Regions from separate parts of the Sus scrofa genome. Here all the other regions are linked to region 3. The links are chromatin contacts, called in public HiChIP or PLAC-seq and promoter capture Hi-C maps. All regions are on one chromosome and are shown on one strand. Each heading gives the region's core, a stretch centred on a gene start, on an enhancer-like site or on the middle of the called end of the contact. The rest is flanking DNA. Distances are from core to core; before and after follow the strand shown.

The links. Promoter capture Hi-C pulls out the DNA fragments that hold promoters and counts their contacts. HiChIP or PLAC-seq counts read pairs in DNA pulled down with a chosen protein or histone mark.
Region 1: an H3K27ac HiChIP or PLAC-seq map of alveolar macrophages shows a contact between it and region 3. The contact joins the promoter of LOC100156657 here to the promoter of ANKS1A in region 3. A contact is called at or near these places in 1 of 47 Hi-C or Micro-C datasets (embryonic fibroblasts) and 1 of 2 datasets of contacts at active chromatin or transcription factors (alveolar macrophages).
Region 2: a promoter capture Hi-C map of fetal skeletal muscle shows a contact between it and region 3, with 7 times the contacts expected there. The contact joins the promoter of PACSIN1 here to the promoter of ANKS1A in region 3. A contact is called at or near these places in 3 of 5 promoter capture datasets (fetal liver, fetal skeletal muscle and liver) and 2 of 2 datasets of contacts at active chromatin or transcription factors (alveolar macrophages and skeletal muscle).

What each region holds. Positions count from the first base shown.
Region 1 is chr7:30,329,127-30,333,677 of Sscrofa11.1, forward strand. It overlaps LOC100156657, which reads right to left and starts at 2,925. Exons shown (of 5, transcript NM_001190191.1): 1 at 2,832-2,925; 2 at 1,544-1,727; 3 at 1,328-1,353; 4 at 954-1,059; 5 at 423-804. The coding sequence starts at 1,654. The coding sequence ends at 739. HMGA1 (high mobility group AT-hook 1) reads left to right here. Exons shown (of 6, transcript NM_001185155.1): 6 at 1-287.
Region 2 is chr7:30,458,550-30,462,820 of Sscrofa11.1, forward strand. It overlaps PACSIN1 (protein kinase C and casein kinase substrate in neurons protein 1), which reads left to right and starts at 1,302. Exons shown (of 10, transcript XM_021098608.1): 1 at 1,302-1,558. The region is part of intron 1 of LOC110261506 (a long non-coding RNA gene); the gene reads right to left.
Region 3 is chr7:30,809,804-30,814,403 of Sscrofa11.1, forward strand. ANKS1A (ankyrin repeat and sterile alpha motif domain containing 1A) reads left to right here and starts at 3,288. Exons shown (of 25, transcript NM_001246264.2): 1 at 3,288-3,478. The coding sequence starts at 3,288. It overlaps TAF11 (TATA-box binding protein associated factor 11), which reads right to left and starts at 1,965. Exons shown (of 5, transcript NM_001184894.1): 1 at 1,696-1,965. The coding sequence starts at 1,866.

The DNA of each region.
Region 1 (4,551 bases), core at 1,675-4,174, 480 kb before region 3:
CCTCCTGTTCTGCCCACATTCTCCTCCCCCAAGACCCTCTTAGGGGAAGGGGCCTGGGGCAAAGCAGGCTGGGTCACAGACCACCCCGGTCCCAGGGAAGGTGGGGCCCTGCCCCTAGGATGCTGCAGCAGAGTAAGGAGGGGGGCCTGTGTTGACTGTCAGGTGTAGGGGCCGCCTTCTCCCCGTTCTGTCAGGGAGGAGGCAGCCGATATTTGTCCCAGCCTGGGGGCCCCCCCCTCTGGTTTCCTATTTGCAGTTACTTGAATAAAAAAATGTCCTTTTCTGGACTGAGTCTCTTATGTCTCTGGGCAGGGGTCGCTCCTGAAGGGCTCTGCCCAGGACGGGGGAGGAAGGGGAAAAGCTGGTGTTGGCTCCACAGAAGGTACCTTAAGCCCCCCCAGAAGACATCAGCTGCACCCCTATAGCCACAAAACATTTTATTTACAAAATATACATACAGAGTACTATACATCAGGCCCTGTCACCACAGAAGTGGCTCCACAGCTGGGTCAGGGAGGGCGAAGCTCTGCCCTTTGGCCCCAGAAAACTGAAGGCCTAGCTGGGGGTGAGATGCTACTGGGGCTTGGCTGCTATGTGGGGCTGAGGGAACAGGTGCTGCCAGGCACAGGGGGGTGGGGGGCGTGGAGACCCAGGAAGGTGAGCTGGGAGTTGGGGGGAAGCAGCAGGCTGCAGGGTCCAGGACCCCATGGTTCTGAAGATGAGGGCAAGGGGCTCGGGTCACGTCTTGACATCCAGCAAGGGCATCCGCTTGTGCTGGTAGCCACTCTGCCAGCCATGTACCACCTGTGAGGGAGATCATGCCACGGGCTGTGTGCCAGGAGTCTGCCGCACAACCTTGGAGGAGGTAGCCCTCTAGCCACAGCAAGGCTCTGGCTTCAAGGGTGCAAACCGCGGGCCCACCTCTCCTGATTGTGCCTGTCCCAAGTGCTCACCTTGGGGTCTCCCACGTCAGAGAGCAGCTCCTGCTCGGCCTCGTGCAGCTCCTCAGCAGGGTCATAGCTGTACATAGGGAGCAGGTGATGGCGAAGCCGGTCTACCCTGGGGAGCATGGGACGGGTTCAGCTCCGGGGGTCCACAGACACCTGACTGCCCCGTCTCTACTGCTCCTGGCGGGGGCGCTTCCAGTGGGTGCCTTTTGGGGTACACTAGAGCTCTAATACATGTCTGGGTGTGAAAACCGAACAGTGGAGTGTAGGGAATTCCAGGCTAGTTTCATAATGCCTGAGGGGCGTCTTAACCTGCGCAGGGAGCTGAGATGCCATGGGGAGAACTTTAAGCAGAATGTTCAGGGGGCGGGGACACTCACCGCTTTTTCTTCTGGACATACATTACCTGTAACAGAGACACAGCACTGTGGAGGCAGCTGAGCCCAGCATGGCCCACGAGTGAGTGGGGCCCATTTCCACACCCTCCGCTCCCGTAACAGGACAGCTGAGGTGCCCTGTGCAGGCTGGACCAGGCCCACCCAGCCCTGCCTTAGCAAAAGTGTGGGTATATATGAGTGGATGTGGGGGCTCCTTACCACAGCCACCACCACCCCGACCAGGGTGATGAGGAAGAAAGGCCCCAACACATAGCCCACCATGGAGTCGCTGTTGGCCTGGGGGGCATTGGGCACTGTGGTGTTACTCATGACATCGGCAGCTGGAGGGCTGGGTAGTCAGCATGGGCAGTGCTGCCTCGGGAGGGCGCCTCCACTGGGCTCCCTGGGGAGGAGGAAGGAGGTTGTCAATGTCACCCAGAGAGACACCTAGGCTCTGGATCCCTCCCCAAGAGCCAGTAATGTGTGAAAACTTAAGTCAGGTGCTGGGACAAGGGATCTTCCAGGTCAGTGTGCTGGGGTTAACCCTCCAGCAACTCTGCAAATCCTGGGTGTAAAGGGCACCCAGGAAAGGCCCAGAGTCAGGGCCTGAGGCCCTTTCAGCTCCTATCCCCAAATCAAGGTGGGGCCCAGCTCAGGGTGCTGGCCGAAACATTTGCAGCTATCAATTTCTGGGGAAAGGTTAGGTGTATGGTCCCAGCCCCTGCCCAACCTTCTAGGGCACTGGGCTGCCAGCAGCTCCAAGGGAGCAAAATAAGGAGGTTAAGATTAAACTATGAGGGTCCTGGACTGTAGCCTAGGGGTGAGGTAGGGGCTTCTGAAGGGGCGCATCTCCCTCAGTCCCGGTCCAATTCCCACACTTCAGGCCATAGGTCCTATATGCCCTCTTTGTCCCTGGTGTCACTCCAGACATATCTCCTGGGCACCATTTCCCCCACTGGTCTCATGTGCCAGGGTAGACACAAGTGGGCAGGACTGGATTGCATCTGCGAGGTGATGTCACCTTCCCCTGATCCCCACTCGGGGCTCCGCCCTAGTCCCTCCCCTCCTGGCCCGGGTTTGACAGGCGGAGGTGGAGAGGGTCAGTTCCCATGACAGAGGGAAGGAGATTGCCCGTGGAGGCTCAACGCCGATGCCCCGCGGTCTGCGACCTCGGTTCGCCTCGGTTCCCATCGGAAGGCAAGGTATGAGCTTGGGCCGGTCCCGGGGCCCGTGGGGGCTGCGGGCTTGCCCAGTCGCATCGCACCGTCCCAGAATCGCACCGTCCCACAGTCGAGGGGACATGCCGAGATAGGGAGAGTGACAGGCCGTTCTTAGGACGCGGACCAGCAACGGCGTGCGGGAGGTAGTTGCCATGGCGCTGGGAGGCTCAGGCCGGGGGAGGGGAACTTGGGAGCGCAGAGGGGCCCGGGTATCCCGGAATCCCGACACCCCGAGGCGTGGACTTGTGCCGGCGCTCTGCAGCCCATCCAACCCGGCCATGCCTTACCTCCCGCCGCTGCAGCCCGGAGTGGAACGCCCTCGGTTGGCTCCCGGGCCCCGGAAGAGCCGGCAGGCGCGTGATCAAAGGACCCGGGGAAATGGGCGGGGCCACAGCATCGGAAGGCAGAAGGCCCGGAGACTCCTGGAGCGGCCAATCAGGAGGCGGGGAATGGGCGGTGCGAAGGCGGAGACGGCCCGGGCTGCAGGGACCACCACGCGACGGCAGGGGGCAGCCGAGGGCTGCGCAGCGGGGAGGGGCGGGGCGCGCGCGGCTTCCCGGCGTCCCCCGGGGCGGGAGCGCTTGGGAGTTCACATTCCAGGCAGAGCTTGGTCTCCTTTGCGTGCTGATCTGGTTGGAGCCCTGGCCCCACAAGCGCCCCCGTTAGTCTTTTTTTTTTTTTTGTCTTTTGGCCTTTTCTAGGGCCTCTTCTGTAGCATATGGAAGTTCTCAGGCTAGGGGTCGAATCGGAGCTGTAGCCGCCGGCCTACGCCAGAGCCACAGCAACTCGGGATCCGAGCCGTGTCTTCGACCTACACCACAGCTCACGGCAACGCCAAATCCTTAACCCACCGAGCAAGGCCAGGGATCGAACCCGCAACCTCACGGTTCCCAGTCAGATTCGTTAACCACTGCGCCACGATGGGAACTCCGCGCCCTGTTAGTCTTTATAGAACCGCACAGACGGTAGTATTGCAGCCTGGCCCTCTGTGCTCTGCCCAGAGGGTAGAATATGCAGGTCCAGAGTCGCACCTGCCCAGCCCATGGACCTTGGATACACCCACCCAGCCATCCTCTCTATGCCTCAGTCTTAAAGTTGGCAAAACAGGCTGCTATAAAGATTACACAGTGACATGGGTAGAGCCTGGCACATGGCATACCCTGTATTTTAAATTCCCTGTTAACCTCCTTCCAGTTTTCTGAGGCACAGACGGAGCTATGAGGTGAAGTCCCCCTGGGTCACAGGTAGCTTGATCAGTAGGTGAGCTTGGTTTGGTAAGTAAAATGTCACAATGTCACACACTTAACTGGAGAAATGTGAATAAGATTGTTGGATTTTACCAGTGTCAGTGTCCTGGTTGTGATGTTATACTACAGTTCTGCAAATGTTAGCACTGGGCGGAGCCGGCCAAAGCATATGAGGGATTGCTAATATTTCTTACAACTACATGTGAGTCTAAAGTTAAGTCAGGGGTTCCCGTTGTGGTGCAGCAGAAACAAATCCCACTAGTATCCATGAGGATGCAGGTTCAATCCCAGTTCTTGCTTAGAGGGTTGGGGATCTGGCATTGCTATAAGCTGTGCCGTAGGTCGCAGAGGTGGGTGGGATCCCATGTTGCTGTGGCTGTGGTATAGGCCGGCAGCTGTAGCTCCAATTCAACCCCTAGCCAGGGAACCTCCATATGCCACCAGTGCGGCCCTAAAAAGCAAATAAATAAATAAAGTTACGTCAAACTGTGTGTGTATAGTTTATACCACACCCTCCTCTCCACCACCACAATCACATGCAATTGGGAAAATTCCAGATTGGCAGGTGATGGAAAACGTCCAAGGACATAAAAGTTGTGGCAGGTTAAGGTCTCCTGAATCCTCAAGTGCTAATGGAGATACAGGGGTGGCATGGGTCATTGTTCTTGCCAGGGGCAGCCAATGGCATGGACATGGTTGAGCCACTTCACTTCCTCAAGTCCTACCAGCGGCAATTAATTGAGGGCAGATCTGAAGGAGT
Region 2 (4,271 bases), core at 52-2,551, 350 kb before region 3:
TTCAATCCATGGCTGCACTCAATGGGTTAAGGATCTGGCACAGGTTGCAGACATGCCTGGGATCTGGCGTTGCTGTGGCTGTGGTGTAGGCCAGTAGCGGGAGCTCTGATTCAACCCCTAGCCTGGGAATTTCCATATGCTGCAGGTGCTAAAAAGAAAAAAATAATAATAAAATATTTTTTTTTTTTTTTAAAAAGAAGAAAAGTGAAAAGAACTGGGAGAATGGGAGAAAGTCTTAGTTTCTGGATCTGGGCACAAAACACTAATGGAGGGAGAGGGAGATGGGGAAAGGAGTGGTTCAGCTTTGATGAACCTAAGTTTTGCAATCAGAAAATACAGAAGAAAGCTAGAATCTGGTGTTGCCCTGAGCTATGGTGTAGGTCGCAGATGTGGCCCGGATCCCCTGTTGCTGTGCCTGTGGCATAGGGTGGCAGCTGCAGCTCCGACTGGACTCCTAGCCTGGGAACTTCCATATGCTCAAAGAGCGGTCCTAAAAATAAGCATATTCTATAGACTGTTTGTTATATTTAACATCTGTCTTCTCTCACAAATACGAACTACCCGAGGGCAGAGATTTGGTCTGTATCATATGCTCTGCAGCCTGGCCCCTCATCAGTGCCCAGCACATAGTAGGCTCTCAATAGATAAGTATTGAATACATTCTTATAAATCCAAGAGAGCCCCCTTGCACGTCCGCAGTGTCCAGGCTCCCGGAAGCATTCAGGGTTCAAGGCAGCCAGAGTGACGGCATTGGGGGGGGGTCACAAGGAGCCCCCCAGAGAGCCCCAGGAGACGGTCCGGACTCTGTCGTGGTGACAGTAGGTTCACCTGGAACCAGGGCGGGAGGGTGAGTGACTGCCCCGTGGGGTCGAGGGGGCCCTTCTGGGCGAAGCTGCTGCGGAGTCGAGGGATTGGGGTGGGGGTGGGGTGGAGGAGGGGCCGTCACCCCTGCGCACCGTGCCTGGGGGGTATGTTTGGGGTATGTGTGAGCCGAAGACGCAAGATTATGAGAGGTCAGAAGCAGACAGACAGGGCGGCAGGGATGTCCTAAGAGGTGGAGAAAGGGCAGAGAGGGGGGAGAGGAGCGACACCTCCGCGTCCCGAGCGCTCCCGCAGGAGGGCTGCGGAAGAGGGTGCAGGGGCAGCGCTCTCGGCACCCGCCCGCCGCGCAGCCCCTCGGAGGAGGGCGCGGGCCTCGGAGCGGGGGGTGCGGACACCCGCCCCCAGACCCCCCTCCCCCTGCACCTCCTAAGCCGGCGGCTGCAGCCTCAGCAGCCGGGGCGCTTCCACCTGCGCAGACACGGCGCCGCCCTGCGCCGCGCTGCCATTGGTTCGCTAAAAATGCCTCTCTAATCTGCGCCCATCTGTGCACGCCTCCCGCCAGCCTCCCCCTCCTCCCTGGCTCTGACCTTCCTCCTTCCCGCAGCCCCAGCGAGATCTGGAGGGACGCGGCGGCGCAGCCTCTCTCCCCCGGGAAGAGGTCCGGGCTTGAGGCCGGGCCCGACACCCCGCTTTGCCCCGGGGCGCCGCGGATGGTGCGGGGCGCGCCTGCCCCCAGGTAGGGGGTCTGGCCCTTGGGTAGGAGGTGGGGAGGGAGGGCTCTCCTTCGCGAGTGCGTGTTTGCGGTGGGCGCACAGACGCGCATCTCTCCCCGCCAGAGCGCGAGGGAGCGTCGACCAGTTACCTGGGGAGAGGTGAGCGCCTGGGCCGGGGGGTGCTTTCAAGCGCCGGCTTCACGGGCATCACCCAGGCAGTGTCAGGATGTCCCTGCGCTGGGCCCTCTGCGAGAGGGAGCTGGCGTTTTCCCTGGGGAAAACGCAGGAAATAGGTTCCTTGGGGAGGTGGGACCCACGCCTGAAGTGGGGAGAGGGGGTGGGGGTCTGTCTCTGGCCTGGCTTGTTCCTGTACGGGAAGGGTAGGTGGGCTGGTGCCAGCCTGGTGCGTAGGCTATTTCTGGACCAGAGTGGGCTGGGGAGAAACACAGCAGCTGATGTGCGCCCTGTCTGGTTTACAATTAAAGCTATATGTATATTTTTTTTTTTAATTTTTTTCTGTTTCTCTACCCCTTCCCCCATTGCTGGGATGGGGCGGGGAGAGGAAAAGGAGGTGACTGATAAAAGGCCTGCAAATACAGCAGAAGCCACGGTCTGTCTGGCACTGCCCCCCCCACCCGCCCCCCGCCAGGCCACTTGCTGCCTGTTAGAACTCTCTCCTCCTTATTTTTGCCTTACAGGAGGCCCCGAAAAGATTAAAAGGTCGTCAGGATGGGAGGGACAGAGTGGCAAACCACAGAGCTTGGCTAGACCTAGCTTCAAGCCCCAGCTGCCCCCACCCTCCACCATCCAGCTCTGCACCCCACGTGCAGGGACACATGTGGCCGCTTTTCTCTGGGCGCCACCGTAAATAACTCACACTGCCCTGGCTTGGGCATAGCGGGGGTGCAAACAGGGCCGTCCCTGATTTTGGAGGTTCTATCCCTCACCACCTGGCTTTCCTATCACATGTCCATAAGCCATGCAGAAGCCACCCCCTCCAGGCTGCTTCCTGATTCCCCAGGTGAGAGAGATCCTTGCCTCCTGCCCTGGGTCCTCCTACCTAGCCTGCCCTGTGGCCTGGTTATTTGTGCCTTGTTGCCCACTAGACTGGAAGTGCTTTAGGGTGGGAATCTGTCTGATTCATCTGTCATCGTCCCTGCACCCCAGACCAGGGTCTGGCACCGAGTAAATGTTTGTGGAACAAGTGAATGAGTCAATTTGAACTCCAGGAAATAGCAGGCAACCTGAGGGAGGAGGGTGAGCCCCCTCCTGAACGTTCCTCCCACCCACCAGGACCAAAGTGCTACCTAAAGCAGACAGGCCCCTTTAGGCCCTTCCTGGTCCTGGAAGTGATGGGCAGCTGTGGCGTTTAGAGGCATCCCTGTAGTCCCAATGGCCCTGGAGAGTCTGGGGGCCTCCTGGTTCCAATCCCTGGCTGCCCCAGGCTTGGTGGAAGGCCCTGGGGAAGATCTGGCTCTGCTCAGTCCCCGGGGTTGGCCCTTTCCTCCAAGGGTGCCAACTCACACTGGGGGTCTCTACCTTTGGCCCAGCCCTGGGGAGAGTGCTGTCACCCCCAGCGAGTCAGAGACTGCCCAAGCCAGGCCACCCTCAGCCTCTGAGGTCCTCATGGTGAGTTCTGAACAGATCTTGGGATTGTGTGCAGAAGAGGAGGCGGCCAGCAAGGGATCTGGCCTGGCCACAAGGCTATGTCTGTGACATGGACGTTCCCAGAGCCGTCCCAGGCCTTGTTGTCCTTTGACAGCCATGCTGATAAGACTGCAAGGGGCTCTGTCCTCATCTCATGGAGGGGAGACGGAGGCCCAGACACGGCCGCCTGCAGCGCCAGGGCCGGCCCTCAGTTCCTGGCCCCAAGTCCTGTGCTCTCTCTGCTGGGCTTGAAGGAGCTGGGGCAAGACTTAAAGGTTCCTAGTGATGGAGAGAGTGCGGGAGCGATGCTTGCGGAGGAGGAAGTGGAGGATGGCTTACTTAGTGCCTGCAAGGGGCTGGCCCAGGGGGCCTTGCAGGGAGGGAGGCAGTAAAAACAGGAAAAACTAACAGGGCACAGCATCTGCCACGGGCTAGGTCCTCCGACTGCTTTTTTGTTTTGTTTTGGCTTTTTAGGGCTGCACTCGCAGCACACGGAAGTTCCCAGGTTAGGGGTCAGATTGGAGCTGCAGCTGCCAGCCTATACCACAGCCACAGCCACGCGCCACAGCCACAGCAACACAGGATCCAAGCTGCATCTGCGACCTACATCACAGCTCACCACAACCCCGGATCCTTAACCCACTGAAAGAGGCCAGGGATCAAACCAGCATCCTCATGGATCCTAGTTGGGTTAGTTAACCTTTGAGCCACGAAGGGAACTCCCTTTTCACATATTGACCCATTCAGTCTTCACCGCAGCCCAGCAAGGACGGTGCTGTTATTACCCCCATTTTACAAATGAAGAGACTGAGGCACTGCGAGGTTGTCTGTCCAAGGTCACACAGTTTGCAACTGGAGGAGCTAGGATTTGAACCTAGGCCCCAGAGTCCCTATTCCCTAATGCAGAGGGCTGTGGACCTTGCTGCTGGGGGCGTGTCTCTGTGGGGACAGAGGGGGCTCCATGGCTAAAGTCCATGCACGTGGGTCGTGTGTGCGTGATTAATAAGTGTGCCTCTGATGGTTGTGGATGCACAGAATAACAACAGCCATTTCAGCGAGGCTCCTTGAGGACCTACTGTGTGGCAGGCA
Region 3 (4,600 bases), core at 2,038-4,537:
CTTTTAAGAATTTATGCTTCTGGAGTTCCTGCCATGGCTCAGTGGTTAACGAACCTGACTAGTATCCATGAGGATGTGTGTTCAATCCCTGTTCTCACCCAGTGTGTTAAGGGTCCCGTGTTGCTATGGCTGTGGTGTAGGCTGGCAGCTGCAGCTCTGATTCAACCCCTAGCCTGGGAACTTCCATATGCTGCGGGTGTGGCCCTAAAAAGATAAAAGACAAAAAAAAAAAAAATAATTATGCTTCTCTTTGTGGTATGGTATATGATGAATTTTTAAAAGTGTTTCAGAAGCATGAAAATTTTTTTTTTTTTAATCTTCTGCTGGGTGTAAATTTCTGTATTCAGTGAGCTCTTTACTGTCCTAAGCTAATTATTACTCAAATTCTGTCTTTGATATCATTTCCACTTATTTAAAATTTTCCCCCTTTTGGCCAAACCATGGCATGTGAAAGTTCCTGTGCCAGGGATTGATTATGTGCCACAGCTGTGACCGGAGCTGCTACAGTGACAACACCAGATCCTTAACCACTGTGTCACCAAGGAACTCCATATTTTTCTTTCTTTCTTTTTTTTTTTTTTTTTTTTTTTTTTTGTCTTTTTGCTATTTCTTGGGCCGCTCCTGCGGCATATGGAGGTTCCCAGGCTAGGGGTCGAATCGGAGCTGTAGCTGCCGGCCTACGCCAGAGCCACAGCAACTCAAGATCCGAGCCGCATCTGCAACCTACACCACAGCTCACGGCAACGCCGGATCGTTAACCCACTGAGTAAGGGCAGGGACCGAACCCGCAACCTCATGGTTCCCAGTCGGATTCGTTAACCACTGCGCCACGACGGGAACTCCTCCATGTTTTTCTAAAAGTTCTCAACTTTATATATTTTGATGCAACTTCATGCCCTGAAAGGCTGTTTTCATTTAACCCATGATCTCACACAACTTCATCCAGGAATTCTAGCTCTATGACCTCAAGATTCATCTTTAGAAATGAAACCCGGAGAACACTGAGATTCTGGTCCTTTGATGCTCAGGAAGCAACACTGCTGAACTCTTGGGTGGCCCAATTGATAGATTTGGTGTGTTTATGCCACAGTGACCCTTGGAGATTAGCACCAAGGTCACTGGTAGGAGTTAAATGTCCCAAGCGGGTAACAACGTGACTAAAGTAGTAACTACCTCCAAGTTCCCTTTAACAACTTTGTAACCTATAATGATAACTATGCTTAAGCAATACCTTAAAGAAACTATATTGTGGTGAAAAGGGTTCTAGGAAGCCTGGGCTCTAGCTCTCGTCTTAAGTCTCAGTGTGGCATGAACCCCATTTTCATCACCAGGAAGACCAAGAGGCTATTTGAAATTCCTTTAGGAGTTCCCTGGTGGCTCAGCAGGTTAAGGATCCCGCGATTGTCACTGGGACAGTTCGATCCCTGGCCCGGGAACTTCCGGCCGCTGGGTCAGGAACTTGGTGGTGGGGAAAAAGCTTAAATGTCTAAGGGCAGGGATTAAAAACGCTGATCCAGTATTCGGTCCTTAGAACCTAAGCGGTACTAAGATTTTTGTCTTCTCTCTCCCCGCAACCCCGCGACTGCACAGCTAAAGAGTCAGGGTGAGTTCGACTATCCTAGCTTGGGACCAACCAGGAAGCCTGTCGAGAAGCCACTGACACAACTCCGGCCTCATGGACACATCTCTCCCTACCTCGCCTTCTTCAGCCGCGGTTTCTTTCAAGTCCCCATCTCCGTCTCCATCCGTTTCCTCCGGGATTCCGTCCGTGTCCGTAACCCCGGGAGCCCCGGGAGCAGCAGCCATCTCATCTGCCTCCCCTGTTTCTCCACTTTTTTCCGCGGGCGACTCGCAAGCATTATCCATCGCGGTCAGAAGGAGAGGGGAAAGGACATCGAGGGCTTAGGAGCTCGGGACCCCGCGCAGCACAGCAGCCCAGGAGCTCACTTCCTGTCGTCGCGTTGCGATGACGTCACCCACACCGCTCCTTAGAGGGGTCATTTACAGGCGCGTGTAGAGGACATCAGGGCTCCGTTTTGATTTGGTGGCGGTGGGGAGAGGGAAAATTGAGGGTACTGAACTCAGTTTGTGTATTTTCCACCCTGGGAAACCAGTATTTGTAAAGGACAGCTGCGCTTTTTACTGAAGGGCGTCTTTTTCCTTTCCGTCTTTCTAAAAACGCAATGTCAGTTAACTCTTGTCCTTCATTCTCTTTCCTCAGAAGAAATCTTGGGGACGGGAGGAAACTCAATTCCGTTGTACTCCCTGTGGCTACCGGGTAAACTCAGGCAGTACAATTGGACAGAGACGGCGGTCCTGTGTTTACATTGAATTGCCAGCATTTCTCTTTTGTTCCTCAAAAACGTAAAAAAAAAAGAAAAGTCCTATAGCTTGAACCGAATTTATCCAATTCCTTATTCACTCCACAACGATTGAGCGCCTACTTCGAGCCAGGAACAATGCTAGTACCAGAAACAAAAGACATAATCTCTACCCAGTTGAATGATTTTTCCAATTCCCCAGTACTCAAGGTCGGGGTCGGTTTCACACATTTGACTTTAATATCAGCTTGGTTAATGTCATCGAAAGAGGAAACATCCTACTGGGAGAGAAGCCTTCCCTTTGAATGTTTAGCTTTAACGAACCGTTTCAGAGTTGGGAGCATTAAGTGGGGATATTTTTGTTTTAAAAGTTCCCTCTCTTCCCTCATTGAAGTACGGAAGGGGGCATTTTATTCACCTCTGTATTACTAGGTTCCCACATCTATTACGTATTTAATTTATGCGTGCTGAATGAATGGACTTGGAAATGTAGATGCGCGTTGCCATATTTCTCTCTTTGTTTCTACATTGCCTGGATGAATTACCGTATTTCCTATCCTGCGAGCTCCCAAAACCTTTGAGGAAGAAGAACACGTCGGGAGGCGCGCACAGGTGGAGCGAATCTGTAGCTTCCCACTTGTACAGCAGGTGACCACACGACACCCTCCTCTCGCCCAGAGAGGACAATCTCGGCTCAACCAAGGCCACTTGGCGCAGACCCCAGCCACCTGTGTCCGCCCTCCGAGCCCCGCCCAGCTAGGTGGGCAAAGGGGCGGGGCGCAGGGGCGCGGTGACGCGTGACGCCGGATCCCGGAAGTGACGCGCTCCTGGGGGAAAAGGCGGGGGGAGGGGGTGGTGTCCCCGGCCGGTTTGGGGGGTGCGTTGCCCGGAGACGGAAAGTTTGGGAGCCAGAGCAGGCTCCGCGGCGGCCCCGGGGAGGAGGTCCGGGGGGCGGCGGCCCTGGGGATGGGGAAAGAGCAGGAGCTGCTGGAGGCCGCCCGCACCGGGCACCTCCCGGCCGTGGAGAAGCTGCTGTCCGGGAAGCGGCTCTCCTCAGGCTTCGGGGGTGGCGGCGGCGGTGGCGGCAGCTCCGGGGGCGGCAGCAGCGGCGGCGGCGGTCTAAGCTCCTCGAGCCATCCTCTGTCCAGTCTGCTCAGGTGAGTAACGCTCCGATACCCGGCAGCCGCCTGGAGATCCCCTTTCCCCCGCCCGTCTCCTGGGTCTCCAGAGAGATCGGGGCTCCAGAGACCCTAGCGGGGTGGGTTTGCGGGTTGCCCCAGGGCGAGGGCAGGCGGCCCAAGGGGCAGGGGGCACCGGTGCGGGTCCGCGCGGCTTCGGGTTCCTCTCATCTCGCCTCCTGACCCAGCTGCGAAGAATGGTGGGAGTGCCCAGGTGGCAGCCTCCGCCGCATGGCACAGCCCGGCTGCACCCTCGCCCGCTGGCGGGTGCCAGCTGTTGTATCTCACAAGCCACTTTAGAGGAAAAAAAAAAATGTGTTTTAAATCTCCCTCATCTCCTGCAGAAACTCCCACGCCTTGCAGAATCTCGCGGTTCCCCTGGAGGAAATTCTCTTGATTCCCTTCTTTTGGGAACTTGGAATCTTCCACCAGGCTCTGCAGGACGTGGCTTTTGTCGTTTATATTAAAATTGTCTTTGGGTTTATCAGGTTCAAAATGTTTTTCTTTCAGCCCCCTTTGTGCTTGGAGTTTAAAGTCTGGTTCCATGTAGCGAACCTCATTGGATTAGTCTGTTAAGTGGCATATGTAGTGTTCATCAAGGGGTCTATTCATCAAAAAATAAAGGTTTAGGAAAACTTGTTTAGGAAACTGAGGGGTGCTTTAAACTTTTCCAAGGACTGTTGTTAAACACTTGAATCTGGAGCTGTAAGGATTGAGAGAAAAAAAAGGTCACTTTTGTGCATCTTGAAGGGGGGATTGGAGGTGCCTTGTCACTGTGAGTAAAATGTGTTGTTTCAGCAGCACTTTCATAGCCTGTTTTCTTTTCCTTCCTTGTTCTTTTGAGGTTTCTAAGAAGTGGAAGTTCATTTAGAAATGGCTTGGTTTGCTTTTGTTCCACATTAGTTTATGTAACTTCAATTTGAGTGAGCTTGGACCAAAGAAGCCCAAGGCTCAAATAAATTGTTAGGTATTAAGCACTGAGTGCAAACCCAGGTCTACACAGGAAGATTTTAAAAAGCAGTTTAAGAGGAGAACTCTCCCAGGGAGTTCATTTTCTTTCTTCTTTTCTTTTCTTTTTCTTTCTTTTCTTTCTTTCTTTCT